2 separate regions of the Anas platyrhynchos genome follow, and region 1 is linked to region 2. The links are chromatin contacts, called in public Hi-C maps. All regions are on one chromosome and are shown on one strand. Each heading gives the region's core, a stretch centred on a gene start, on an enhancer-like site or on the middle of the called end of the contact. The rest is flanking DNA. Distances are from core to core; before and after follow the strand shown. Region 1 holds the start of LOC101794005. Region 2 overlaps GPA33 (glycoprotein A33).

Evidence for each region. Hi-C and Micro-C count contacts between places; a contact is called where the count stands out from the background.
Region 1: a Hi-C map of subcutaneous adipose tissue shows a contact between it and region 2, with 2.3 times the contacts expected there. The contact joins the promoter of LOC101794005 here to the enhancer-like site in region 2. A contact is called at or near these places in 3 of 8 Hi-C or Micro-C datasets (liver, skeletal muscle and subcutaneous adipose tissue).

Annotation. Positions count from the first base shown.
Region 1 is chr1:96,849,811-96,856,013 of IASCAAS_PekinDuck_T2T, reverse strand. LOC101794005 reads left to right here and starts at 4,735. Exons shown (of 3, transcript XM_038184141.2): 1 at 4,735-5,061; 2 at 5,967-6,062. The coding sequence starts at 4,935.
Region 2 is chr1:96,764,991-96,771,655 of IASCAAS_PekinDuck_T2T, reverse strand. It overlaps GPA33 (glycoprotein A33), which reads right to left. Exons shown (of 7, transcript XM_005017662.6): 2 at 5,775-5,926; 3 at 4,682-4,892; 4 at 3,956-4,114; 5 at 1,535-1,648. Among named protein-coding and RNA genes, the nearest start is that of GPA33, 7.3 kb to the right of the region's middle. Within about 2 kb of position 1,580, at least 1 of the 8 cell types and tissues checked has an H3K27ac peak or open chromatin away from gene starts, as enhancers often do. A contact at or near this core is called in subcutaneous adipose tissue, where this site is marked.

The DNA of each region.
Region 1 (6,203 bases), core at 3,486-5,985, 81 kb before region 2:
CCAATGAATGCATGCAGAGATTTACATAGTTGTGTTTGCTTTTTCTTTGTTCTAGTCCTGTCATATAATTTTTCCATTTACATGATGCCCAGAATGCCTCTGCTTGTACAGTGGTTGATTTTCTTCCCTCAGATATTACCTTCCCTTCTACATTTTTTTTTTTTTTTTTTGATTGGTTAGTTGTGGGTTTTTTTGTTTGGTTGGTTTGGTTTGTTTTTCTCCTTATCTCTTTCTGTTTTACTTAAGGATTCTTAAAATTACTACACAGTGACAGCTACCCTGTTTGGCTAAGGTAGGAACCAGTCACAGGTTGCTTATGCTAACCATCATTCACAGCTACAGATTGCTGGTCTACAAGACTGTACCTGGGCAAACCCCCAGTCACTACTTTGCTTTACAAGGTGTTTAAACACCAAGTCTCCTCAGCTGTAGGTCACTTGCTGAATTATGCAGCGCATCTCATATGTATGTAATTGGCCAAACACATTCAAGTTACTGATTTCTTCAAAAAGGAAGTGTTACCTATTGCAAACAAAGTAAAACCTTAAAAATAACAGATGCATGGACATGAACTTTTTTTTTTTAATTCCTATTTGGAAAATCTGTAAATTATTCAGCAAATTAGGCACACTTGAACCAAACCTAGCAAGAAGTTTGTTACAACAATGGGTTGCAGCTATTCCTGGGCAGCCCTGACCCAATATGTATTACGAGCATGTCTGATATATAACAGCTTTGATGGTCATTTTAGTCCCAGTTGGTCACAGGTGTCCTTGAAGCTTCTAGCAGAAAGTTCTCTCTGCATTCAGGACTGCTAGCAGATTTGATTCAATGCAACATGCTTAAAGCAGCAGTTACTACCCAGACACAATATGAATACCTCGACCTGGAATCCTTCCAGATAACTGGCACGTATTGTAGGCTGAAGAATGTATGTCTTTGAAACACAATTAAGCTGCTCTGAAATACTAAAAAATGGAACATGATACAATGATGCTGCTACGGTTTGGAAGTTCGCTGGCTTGTTTATTTGTGAGCATATGCCTAGATTCAGGTACTTGCATTTTTGCACTAATAAAGCAATTGCTTGCTTTTCTTAATCAATTTGGTAGTAGTTTGCTTCCTGTCTTTTTTTTTTTTTTTTTTTCTCCTGTGAAATGTAACATGGATGTAATGGAGACATATAGATATACAGATACTGATTGGATGTGATCCTGGGCAGCCTTCTTTAGGAGGCTCTGCTTGAGGAAGAGGCTGCACTAGATGATCTCCAGGGGTGTCTTCCAACTTCAGCCATTTGGAGATTCTGTAATTCCCATGTCAGAAACATCTGGGGGGAGGGGGGGGAAATGCTTTTGTACTTCAAATCCAAACCAGGGGATATCATTATCCTCTTGGAAGGCACTACACTTAACTTTTTGCAGCGTAAACAAGCAATCTTACCTAAGCTGTGGAAAATTGCATGTGTCACTGGTTTAAAGCTAAAATACTTACAGGAGCGTTTTCTGTCAAATGAAGAAGAAGACAGCAAACTGCTCTCATTGTTTATTTCTCTTTTAGCAGTTGTGCAGAATGTCAGTGCTCTACATATGAGTGATTAATGTATCACTCTGCACTGAAAGCTCTTTCGGTGCAGGTGAAAGTGGTTGATCAATAGGTAAGTTCAAGAAACAATCTTCAGTGTGCAGCCACAATCTTTCAAATGTCTTTAAAACTTTCCTCCATTCTATTCAGATGGCAGTTTAGCTGGTTGTAAAATAATTATTATAAAGACTGTTGGGTAGATACGGTATTCTTCAATATCCAGAGAATGGTAACACCAAAGGTTAGCTAGAGCTAGCAGCAAAGTGGAAAAATAGTTATTCCCCCATGTAGTGCTTCTCCTTTTCTACTGTAATTCTCATTAGGGTTTTTATATTGTTTTGCTCCAATGAATTCTTCATTAGACATGGGGTTTTGGTCATTTCAGCTGTTGAAGTGCTGTTCGCTTTTTTAACAAGAAAAAAAGTACTTTTAACACTAAATGCATACATGTAGAACCTTTTAAAGCTGCTATATCAGCTTTATCAAAACAAAAAGAGGTACTTCCAAATCTGAAGCTCAAAATCACTGAACAGTAAAGTTGCTCTGAAGTAGTAAAAAATGGAGACAAGGCTTGACATGGTGGTGCATCTGAACTCATACAACTACTTTGAAATGCAAGAACTTTTTTGAGAGCATATGTCCAGTTTCAGGCAGTTATATTTAAGAGTGACCTAGTAAATGCCAGTTTACCATTTTTATCAACCTGGAGATGCTTTGCTTCTTTTTATCTTCCTTGAAATATGATTGCATTACCCATTTTGAGTACTTCATTGCTTTATGCATTTTTAAAACAGCTAAACTTTCCTGGGAAGATTTATCCCAAACTGCCAACTTGTAATTAATGAATGGTCTGCAGGATGATATATGTATTGTATCATGTAATTGCTTATATCTTGCTCTTGGAATCACAGAAATGTCGATTGGAAGAGTCCTCCAGAGTCCAACCTCCTGCTCAAAGCAGAGCTATCACCAGCACCAGATCCGGTCAGCCACGGCTTTGTCAGGTTTGAAAAACCCCCAAGAATGAGATCCAGCAACCTCTTTAAGGTAGCCTGTTCCTCTCATCCACTACCCTCAAAATGAAGATTTTCTCAATATCCAGCCTAAATTTTTCAAACCACATTTGCCTTGTTTTATCATCTCCCACTAAGCTGGCATTTTAGGGGCAACTCCCCTTGTAGGCAAAGCCCACTTTGCTTCCACTGCCTTTATACATCCTTTCAAGTAGTTGTTCAAGCATCTTTGCTAGAGCAAACAGCACCAACTCCCTCAGTTTCTGCTCACTCTTTGTGTGCCCTAGGCTCCTAACCACCTCAGGAGCCCTTGCCAGTTCTTCCACATCCTTTTTGAAGGAAGGTCCATCCTTTCTGAAGGGCAAAACTGGACACAGTATTACAGTTGTGGCCTTAGCAGCTCTGAACAGAGAGGGATGATAACCTCCCAGTCTGCCAGCCATGCTTTTTTGGATGTAGCCCAGTAAGCAGGTTGCCTGAGCCATATTCTGCTTGGTGTAGGACCTTGGTGCAGATCCTCTTCAGCACAGCTCTTACTCAAGCAGCCAGCTCCCAACCTGTGCTAATGCACATCCTCTGACATGCATGAGGAACTTTGCCCTTCTCCTTGTTAAACTACATCAGGTTTGTTGGCCCAATTCTTGAGTTTCTCAGGTTACCTTGGAACTGAATCTTTGATGTATGAATATCTCAGCTCCCACTCCATTTCAGTATCACCTGCTAACTGGCCATGGATGTGTTCTTTCTCATCACCCAAATTGCTCATTAAAAAAAAAAAAAAAAAAAAAGTCATTACTAACCACCGGCTGTTATGGGTCATGAATTAGACATTAAAACGTTGGCTGAGCCTGGAGGACCAGTAAGTTTTCAGCCTCTCAGTTTCCAAAGCAGATGCAGTAACCCATCAGAAGCCTTATTAGAAACAAGGTATATTACATCCCCTGTTCTCTTTTCATCCCTATCACCAGCCATGTCTTGATAGGAATCAGGGTGGTCAGTTGGGGTTTGTCCACAGTTTGTCCACTCTGAGGTTTTCCAATCACCTCTTTTTCAATACGTATTTGGAAATGAATTTAGCAGTTTTCTTCACTGATGCTGGACAGCAGGCTGATGCCTGAGCCTACAGTGTCCCCTCCTATCAGTGTCAAAGCCATGGGCAGTACTTTAGCTTCATGTGCAGGACTACTTTCCTCTCTCTATTGTCTCTATGCATTTGTACTTTGACTGTGAACATATTGGTCCTCTACCCTCCATATTTCTAAGCAGATGTGCTGTGCTGCAAACATGACTGGGATGCAGCAATGCGCCTGACAGTCGTACTGCTTTACAAACTGATGGGGCTATGTTTTCCCTTTCATTCTATTTCGGTATTCCCAGCTTATTTTGTTGATGGCCATTTCTCCATCTGTTTGGACCCAGAGAAATCACAGACTGCAAGCCTAACGAGCCCATATCAGACAGACTTCTCCAACAGCAAGTCTTTAATGCAAATTGACGCTTAAACCTAACAAACAAAGCCTCCGCGTGACAAAACAACCTTTCTCATTTCACTCCTAATTGCAATTCCCATATTGTTTAGGGCACACAGTCACTGAGGTTTCTGACTAACTCAAATCGCTTTTGTGCCTTGCTAACAATCGCTTTAAGTGAAAAGGAAATCTGAGTGGCTTTGGGGGTGTTTTTTATGCTTTGTTTCTAGGAAAGAGTCCCAGATTCCTTGAAAACCGCTCGTTCCTGTGCTGAGCCTGTCAGTTTTTGTGCACCACCACGAAGCACACGCTGTGTATTGGGGCGTTTTAGCTCCTAAAAAAGCTGGGTAGTTTTCTGTAGGATGACACTGCAGCAGTGTGGCAGCGGTCCAGGCCCACGGCAAGGCAGCAGGGAAGCCCAAATGTCACCACAGCGAGCAAACAAAGGCACCATGGCACGAAAGAGGGCTCCCCTCACACCCCTGAGACCCGGCCACCTCCTCCCACAGCCGCCCCCCGCAAGCCCCCCTCGGCCCGAGCTCCTGCCTGACTCGGGGCGGGGGGGGGGTGGAGGGGCAGGGCTGGGAGTCGCCCCCCTGCCACCCCATCGTGCCAGCCCCAAAACAGCCAGGCTCGGCGCTGCTGGGCCCGGCTGCTCCGCCCAGGAAGCGGCGCCCTTTGGCCGCGGAGCAGGAAGCGGCAGCCGCCGGCAGCGGGGTTGGCGCTGGGCGCCCTGCAGGTAGGCGCGGCTCGGCTCGGTGTGGGGAGGGGGGCTCCCATCGCACCGACACGAAGCCAGCATGCCCCGGGGTGACCAGCGCCTGGGGGGCAGGCGGCAGGAGCCCGAGGAGCCCGAGGAGCCCGAGGGATGGAGCGCCACGCTGCCCTGGTGCCCGCAGGCTGCACAGACACAGACACGGACAGACAGCCACAGCTACAGGAGGGCTGCGGGGCTGAGCGGCCGGAGGATGAATGTCCGCCTGCAAGTGGCCGAGGTAAAGAAAATAAGTCATTGGACACAAAATCTGCTGTTGTGATATGTGCTATATGACTGTACTAAAGTCAAGGACCCCAAATGGCACGGTGTGTTTGCCAAAGGTCCGGATCAGACACTCTTCCCACCTCATTTTAGCAAAGCTATAAATGTTGCATCCAGTAACCTCCCAAACCTACATGCACAGGTGTTCGTACTGCCTTGGTTTTCACATTCAAACAGTAACACCAAGGATGTGTTCCTGCCAGTAACAGAAGGGAACTAACTCTTCCTTCTGCCCTGTCCACTTGCTTTGAGTTGGCTTGTGCCATCAACCTGTCGCAGCGGTTTCTTGGTAGTGGTAAAGTCCTGAGGGCTGTAAGGCTGCAGATAGCCCTACCTTGGAACAGCTTGAAATGATGTGTCTGCAGGGGTAGTCCCCTTCGGCATTCAGGGAATATTTAAAGCAGGAACTCAGGTTATTCTAACTTCTAAGGTTTCTTTTTTGCACATCTGTTTTTTGTTGTTCTCTTTCTCCAAGGTTCTAGTTCAAGAAGTCTCAGTTGTCTCCTTGATTCTGGCATTATCTAATCCCTTATTAACAATTACCTTTCAGTAAATAACTGCTAGTGATGAAGTGGACCACAATGAGGCGCCATCACTGCATGGTTTTTACACCAGAGCCCGACTGCCCAGTTAGCCAATTGCATCTGGAGCTTGAATAGTTGTCCAGAGGTGTATTTTTCCTTTGGCTCAGCCATAAGTAAACAAGAAGGATTGGTGGCTTGAAGCACAGTTCAGGGAATATGTTCCTGAAGTGATGCCTGTTCCCATATTCAGCAGGTGCAGTAGATTTTAAGGTATATTCTGTGATGCACTCTTGCTGAATATTCAACTAAGTTTAATTTTGTTTGCTTTTGTAAGAAGGATTCCTGATTGCTGAACCTGACATAAATGCCCAGATGGACCAAGGAGAAGATCAAGATCATGAAGATCATGAGGTGCTGGAAGAGATGCATATGGGTGAGAAATAAAGCAGATAAGTTTACAAACAGAGCAAGCAAATTGTTCTTTGAGCTTCCTCAAAGTTATTTAAACTGCTTCATTTCATCCAACTCATCCTGAAATCTTCTCCTTCCTCCCCAGGGCAGGCAGACCACCTGC
Region 2 (6,665 bases), core at 331-2,830:
TACCCTGGTATTAATCCCATCAGGCCCCATAGATTTAAATGCATCTAGTTGCAGCAGCAAATCCTGCACAGATTCAGGGTTGGTTGGGAGTTTATCATTACCACAGTCACGGTTCTCCAACTCAGGGCTTCTGGGGTCCCAGGGCCCATCATCAGTGGTGAAGACAGAGGTGAAGAAGGCATTAAACATATCTGCTTTGTCTGTGTTCCTGTTTGTGAGGTGACCATCCTCATCAAGTAACAGACCAGTGTTATCTCTGGTCCTCCTTTTGCTTTTAACGTATTTAAAAAAAAATGTCCCCCCAGCACTGGCCAGCTGCAACTATAATTGGGCTTTGGATGCACAAATTTTCTCTCTACAATGGCGAACAGCATTTCTGTAGTCCTCCTGTGTTGCCTGACCTTGCTTCTGGCATCCATATGCTTTCTTTTTTCACCTAATCTCTAGAACAAGATCCAGGCTTAGGCAAGCCCGCCTTCTGCCCCACCTGCTTGATATTTTGGAATTGCCTGCACCTGTGCTCTTAAGAGGTGGCACTTTAAAACTGACCAGTACTGATGGACAAAGCACTTTCAAGAGCAGTTTTTCAGGGGATTTTACCAAGTTCCCTGGGCAGCTTGAGTTATGCTGACCCAAATCTAGGGTTGAAGTTTTGGTGGCAGTTCTCCTCCTACCACCACAGATTTTAAATTTGACTACCTCATGGTCACTATGGCCAAGAGAGCCACCAATCACCATTCCACCCACGACAGCCTCTCTGTTTACAAACAATGAACCTAGAAGGACACCTTTCCTAGTCGGCCGCCTTAGTTCCTGTATCAAGAATTTATCACTAATGTGTTTTAGAAATCTCCGGTACCTGTTTGCATCAGCTGTGTGGTATTCCCAGTTTACGCTTAGCAAGTTGAAGTCACCCATAAGGACAAGGGTGGCTGATCTAGAGGTATCTCTTAGATCCTTACAGAGTAATTCATTGGTGTCCTCATCCTGGCTAGGAGGTCTATAGTAGGCTCCCACAATGACATCCCCTTTATCTGCTTGTCCCTTAATCCTTACTCAAAGGCTTTCAACTGTGTCATTGCCAACTGCAAGCTCCATACAGCCCAGCCTCACCATTATATACAGCACCACCACCCCGCCTCACCTGCCCTGCCAATCCCTTGTGAAGAGTCTGTAACCATCCTTCATTAACACCCCAGCCACAGGACTCTTCCCACGAGGTTTTGCTTATGCCAGTGATGTCGTAGTTCTGGACTGGGCCAAGGTTTCTGGCGCCTCTTGCTTGCTCCTCATGCTGCATGCATTGGTGTAGAACCAAGTGTTGTTTCCCTCTTCAAAACTAGTTTAAAGCTCTGTCAATAAGCCCCGTTAGCCCACCCTGGTCATTAGCACTCCTCAGGGCTGCCTTTTAGGATCTCCCCTCAAGAAAGCATAATTTTATAATTTTGTTTACACTGTCTTTGCTAAAGCTTTCACATTTAGATTGAATATATCCTCTGGCACTATTATTCCAATAAGCAACTTAGTCTCTTACGTGGCACAACGCTGACCGTCATGTTGCAAGATTCCTTTCCCACAATGTTTGTTGAAGTGCAGATGTAAAAGCCAGATGTATCCGCTGAGATGTTCTTCAGAGTTATTTGCTCCCCTGTTGTGAAACACAAACCCAGTCAGGAAAAGAATTACAACAGGGAAGGAAATGGGAACAGCAACCCTTCAATTCTAGCACAGGAAGGTAGGAGCGATGAGAAGTTATTAAAGCTGATGGATTGCTCCATCTTGCTCGGGAGTTTCCACGCTAGTGGAATTTCGTGTGATTTGTGGAAGGACAAAGTGTGCTGTTTTGATCACAGGGAATGTGGCATTTGAACATTGTTTTTAGAAAGAAAACTGTAGGTAGAGGGGAAATAAGTATGTATGCTTAGTGAAAGCTTTTTTTCAGTGGGAAAATGGCCAGCAGCCCTCTTTGCCTACAAACATAAGACTGCACAAACCAGTGGTTTGTCTTTAAGAAGTGGTCATCTGATGAATTAACTTGTAAAACGGCAAAAAGTTATTCAATCCTCTAGCTCTTAGGATTTCTGATTTAAATTATCTAGCAGTTTTTTAGTCTGAGAGAAGACATACAGGCTGTGAAAATAAATGAAGAAATACAGTGGCATGGAAATGCTGTGATGCTAGACATTTTCTATCCAGCCTAACAGAGCACAGAACCATATATTAAAGTTTAGCTCCATCTGTCAGAGCAGTCAGTTTTTGCTTGTTACATCTCTAGCTGACACTTGTGCAGAGTCCATGTTTTTTCCTTGGGATCTACTGATAAAGGTCCAGATTCCTGCTGTAAAACCTAAAGGCTCCAAAAACTTTTGAGGGGCTTTCCAGTTATTTTCTGTGTAATCCTTGGTTCTTTCCAGCTCATGAGAGGGACTGGGATTCTGTTTAGTCTTTGCTGACGCCTAGTGCCAGATAGTAAAAGAGCAAGCAAACCAAGAAATAACAGACTCCACGTGCTTCATTTCTTAGTCTCAGCTTGCTGCCGAGCTTGCATCACTTTTTTTTTTTTTTTTTCAGTGTGATGTTTATAGCTCTCAGAATTGCAGTCTATTAATGGGCTGTAAATCCTCTTATATTAAATCACAAGTAATTGACTGGTGAGTTGATTTTGGAAAATGCATGTCAGATACTGTCAATTTTGGAGTGGCTCCTGAGGGAATTCTGGACAATGTGCAGCACTAGGACTTGCTTAGCACAAAGTCTTAGCATATTGCTCGTAGTGACAGTAGGGCATCCAGCCAGTAGGGGGGCAGGAGACAGCAGGCATGCTTACTGGACAGCAGTGCTCTGATGAAAACAGAAATAGTGGGGAAATGGCTCAGAACAGGCTCCTGCCCCAGGAAAGCACAGAACGAATGGGCAGACAGCTGTTGCTTTGAGACGGCAAATTACGGTGTGTTCAGGGCTGTGCATGATGCATTGGCACCGCTTAGTGGCCAGTCAAGTGAATAAGGTTTGTGTTTCTGTGTATGTTTCATATTTTGCATAATTTATGCAAGAATCACCTAGTGAGAGTTGAATAGCCTATAGTCTGATCATATTTAGTTTACCTCCTTAGCAGTGCTACTATAACTAAAACCAGGAATGGCAGGTTCAGACACATACTCTGTCCTTCTGACATTGTATGTATCAGGAAGAAAGGAAGTGGCTTGAATTAATAAATCTGAGTCCTGTGACACTGCTACACTTTAAAGGCTATTAAACCCTTATTACTGTATGAATAGTTCTACCAAAGGTTCTGTTATGGAAATTCATATACTTTTTTCCAGATTCTGACAAACCAAAAGCAAATAAAACATTAGGGCTTGTGTGACAGTCCTAAAGACTTGGAAGCCTCTTTTATCCTCAAAGCAGAAATGGTGCAACTGTTTCTCATGCCCCGTTCCTCTATGTGAGGAGTTATCTCTGAAAGGAAAGCAGCTTTCAGAGCAAACTTTTGTTTGCCTTCACACTAGAAAATGTGTAAGAATGACTAGAAAGTCATTGTCAAGAGAGAGGAGATATAAAAAACGGTTAGAAAATTGGTTGTTATTTCTCATACTATCCCACCCTTACATCCAGCAATTGAGAAGTAATTATTTCTGTTCAGTGCCAAAATGAGACGTCTTTCTTGCCAGGTAAGAGCTGAAATGAAAATCTAAGTGACTGCTGTTATTTCAAGTAACAGTCCTTTTTGCCCTGCTAAATTACTTAGGAGTATATGCTGCCAAAAGGGCAACTTCTTAAAATCCTGGTCAGAGAACTTCCTAGAAAATGAATTGAAGTGTGTTTTATTATTATTATTATTATTATTGTTATTGTTATTATTATTGTTATTATTATTGTTATTTGCATTTCAAAGTCTTTCCAGTCCTGAACTACAAGAGGACTCAAAGACTTGGCGACTTAGAAATTCCCATACCTTTTGTTGTTTGTAGTACACGGGGCTCATGCTGTACGTTGAAGCTTTCCCAGCTGTATGTGGGTTTTGGGGAGCCCTCATGAGAAATGCAGGTTAGATTGATGGTTTGGCCGTATTCTGCTGTGCCCACAATCTTGCATTCTGGCTTGGATGGTGCAACTGAAAGAAGGAAAAAACAGAAACTTTGTTACTCAGATATAGCATTTTGTTTCAACCCGTCTCCTGCAACTTTTTTTTTTTTTTTCCCAATTCTTGATGATCAGAAGCTGGCCATATACCTACCACTTTCTCAAAGGAACTGAAGTGAACTCTTGTCCCTAATTTTTTTTGTCCCTTCTTGACACTTGTCAGCCAAGAAGAAGTTGTAAGATGTTTTCTGAGATATCTCTAATAATGTTGGGCAATTCACCCTTTGATAACTTGAGTGTGACAAGCCACAGGGGGAGTGGGGAATGACCTGTAATGAGGCAAGGATTATTAGGAAAGTGAACTACATAACTCTAAAAACTGTATTTTTTGCAGTCAAGTATTTAAGGGAGTCAGGTGCTTTAAGCCTTCCAACCCACTACTGTAGTAGTAGGAAAAGACCAAAGAGAATTGAAGATTATGATTTACTGGGAAAGGTTTTTTTCTGTTAGAAAATCTGTGGTCTAAGAAACAGTACGGACATTAGGAGAAGGATAGTGGATTATCTAATGGATCTGTTTTTGCCTCCATTATGCTTACTGAGGACGTAAAGACTCGTGATTGCAGACTGCCGAGGAGGGTCATTCCGTAGACGAACACTGCATACATACGTCCCATTGTCTTCCATGGTTACTTCATTGATGGTGATACTGATGTCCCCATTCTCTACGTTACCAGTAAATTGTATTCGGGTTTCGTAGCCCTTGCCATACTGTACAAGTCCATCGAAATACCTAGTGACAGCATCATCCTGTCAGAGAGGGAGGGAAGCTAGTCAATGTTAGTTTATTCTGTGCAAGTCTACAGCCTAAATCCATGGATTAGCCTACTCCTAAGATAAGAACAACTTGGAAAAGAGCACCTTAAAACTGCCCCAGGCCAAGAGAACCTTAGGAGTTCAAAAGAGTTGAGCTTCCTGTCTGGAATCCCCTTCTACCTTATCTGTCAGAAACAACTGATTTCTTCTGCGGGGTCATATTTACTTTCCTCTCCATGACAGGACACCATGAGACTTTTCTGACATCCATATGTCAATCAAATCCCCCTATGATTACATATACTCCCTTGCTTTCTTCCAGCAAGGATCTTTGGTGAATAAACCCTTAGCAGTTACTGCAAGGAGAGCTCCAAGTTCTGCTTCTCCTCTCACTAATTCCCAAGAAGGTGAGAAGAACTTTAGAGGTGTTTTTATCTTCAAATACTTCCTGTGAAAGTAAGAGATCAAGGATCTCTCCATGTACTATTATCAATACAAATATTTATAAAATATCAAAGATATATATGTGTGTATACTACATATGCAAAAATATACATAGCTTTTTCTAAAGCATCTGAACATTTCATCTATGCTAATAGATGTAAATCCAAGGTATATAGAGTGATGTATCCTCCATATACAGTTGCAAGACCAAGACAGAGGGAAAAGAAAGGTATGGGTTTGCCTAATATCGCACAATAGATTTGTATTAAATTGAATCAAGATTCAGAGTTTCTAATTGTATAGTGCTGAGATTAAAAAGTCATGAAGGAATCCTTTTCTTCCAACACATATTCCCACAGTCCTGTTTCCATCTCTTCTCACACCCCCCTATTAGATACTCTATCATATGTTTCTTTATACAACTTGATTTACCGCGGTATTGATTTTCTTCCAGACAACAAAATCTCCTCCGGAGATGGAAGCATCAGTATTAAACTGACAGCGGAGAGTAGCGTTGCTCCCTCGTGCCACCTGTAATTCCTTGGCAGGTGTTTCCACAGTAAGGGTATGAGCAGTCACCAGAACTAGGAAGAGAATACATACTTTAGTCAGCAAAATTAATGGCATCTGATTTTCATGTTTTGTCTATTTGGCTTTCTTACATGCCACAGTAACCCACAACCTCCCCTCTGACACCCATGACATTGCCCACTGAGCAGGAGGCAACATATGCTGAGGCTGATTGACTATAGGAAGCTGCCTCACAGGATGGTTAAGAGCTAAACTCTGCTTTTTTTTTTTTTTTCTCACTTCCCTCTTCTTTACCTGCGGAGTTATAAAGATGTAATTTTTTATGAGCCCACTTTCAGCATGACTGACATAGTTTGACAGGTCCTAAATGTACAGAGGGAGACAGATAAACCGATAATACAGGTGCATCAGCACTCTTAAGGATTCAGGCTAAACTAACAAATTGATACTGTCAAATTTCAGGGAGCAGGAAAACTGACAAATAACTTCCACCAAACCAAGTCCACAGAGAAGTGACATTTTGTGCTAGAGAACCAGAACACATTCATGAAATGCCCTGAAACAAAACAAAGCAAAACCCAAGAAAGCAAAGAGAACTTGAAAGGGGAAAAAAAAAAAAAAAAGGAACATTAGTTATTTGTGTTTAAAAATGAGTAGGGTGATAGCCACCTTTCTCCAAAAACCATAGCTCCTGCCTGTGGAGTACAGGAATAGCAGAGTTGCATAGAACAGAAATCCCTCTGGGCCCTGGTGAAGCATGCAGGGTGCAGTCTAGGCGTTTCTTGTATGCTG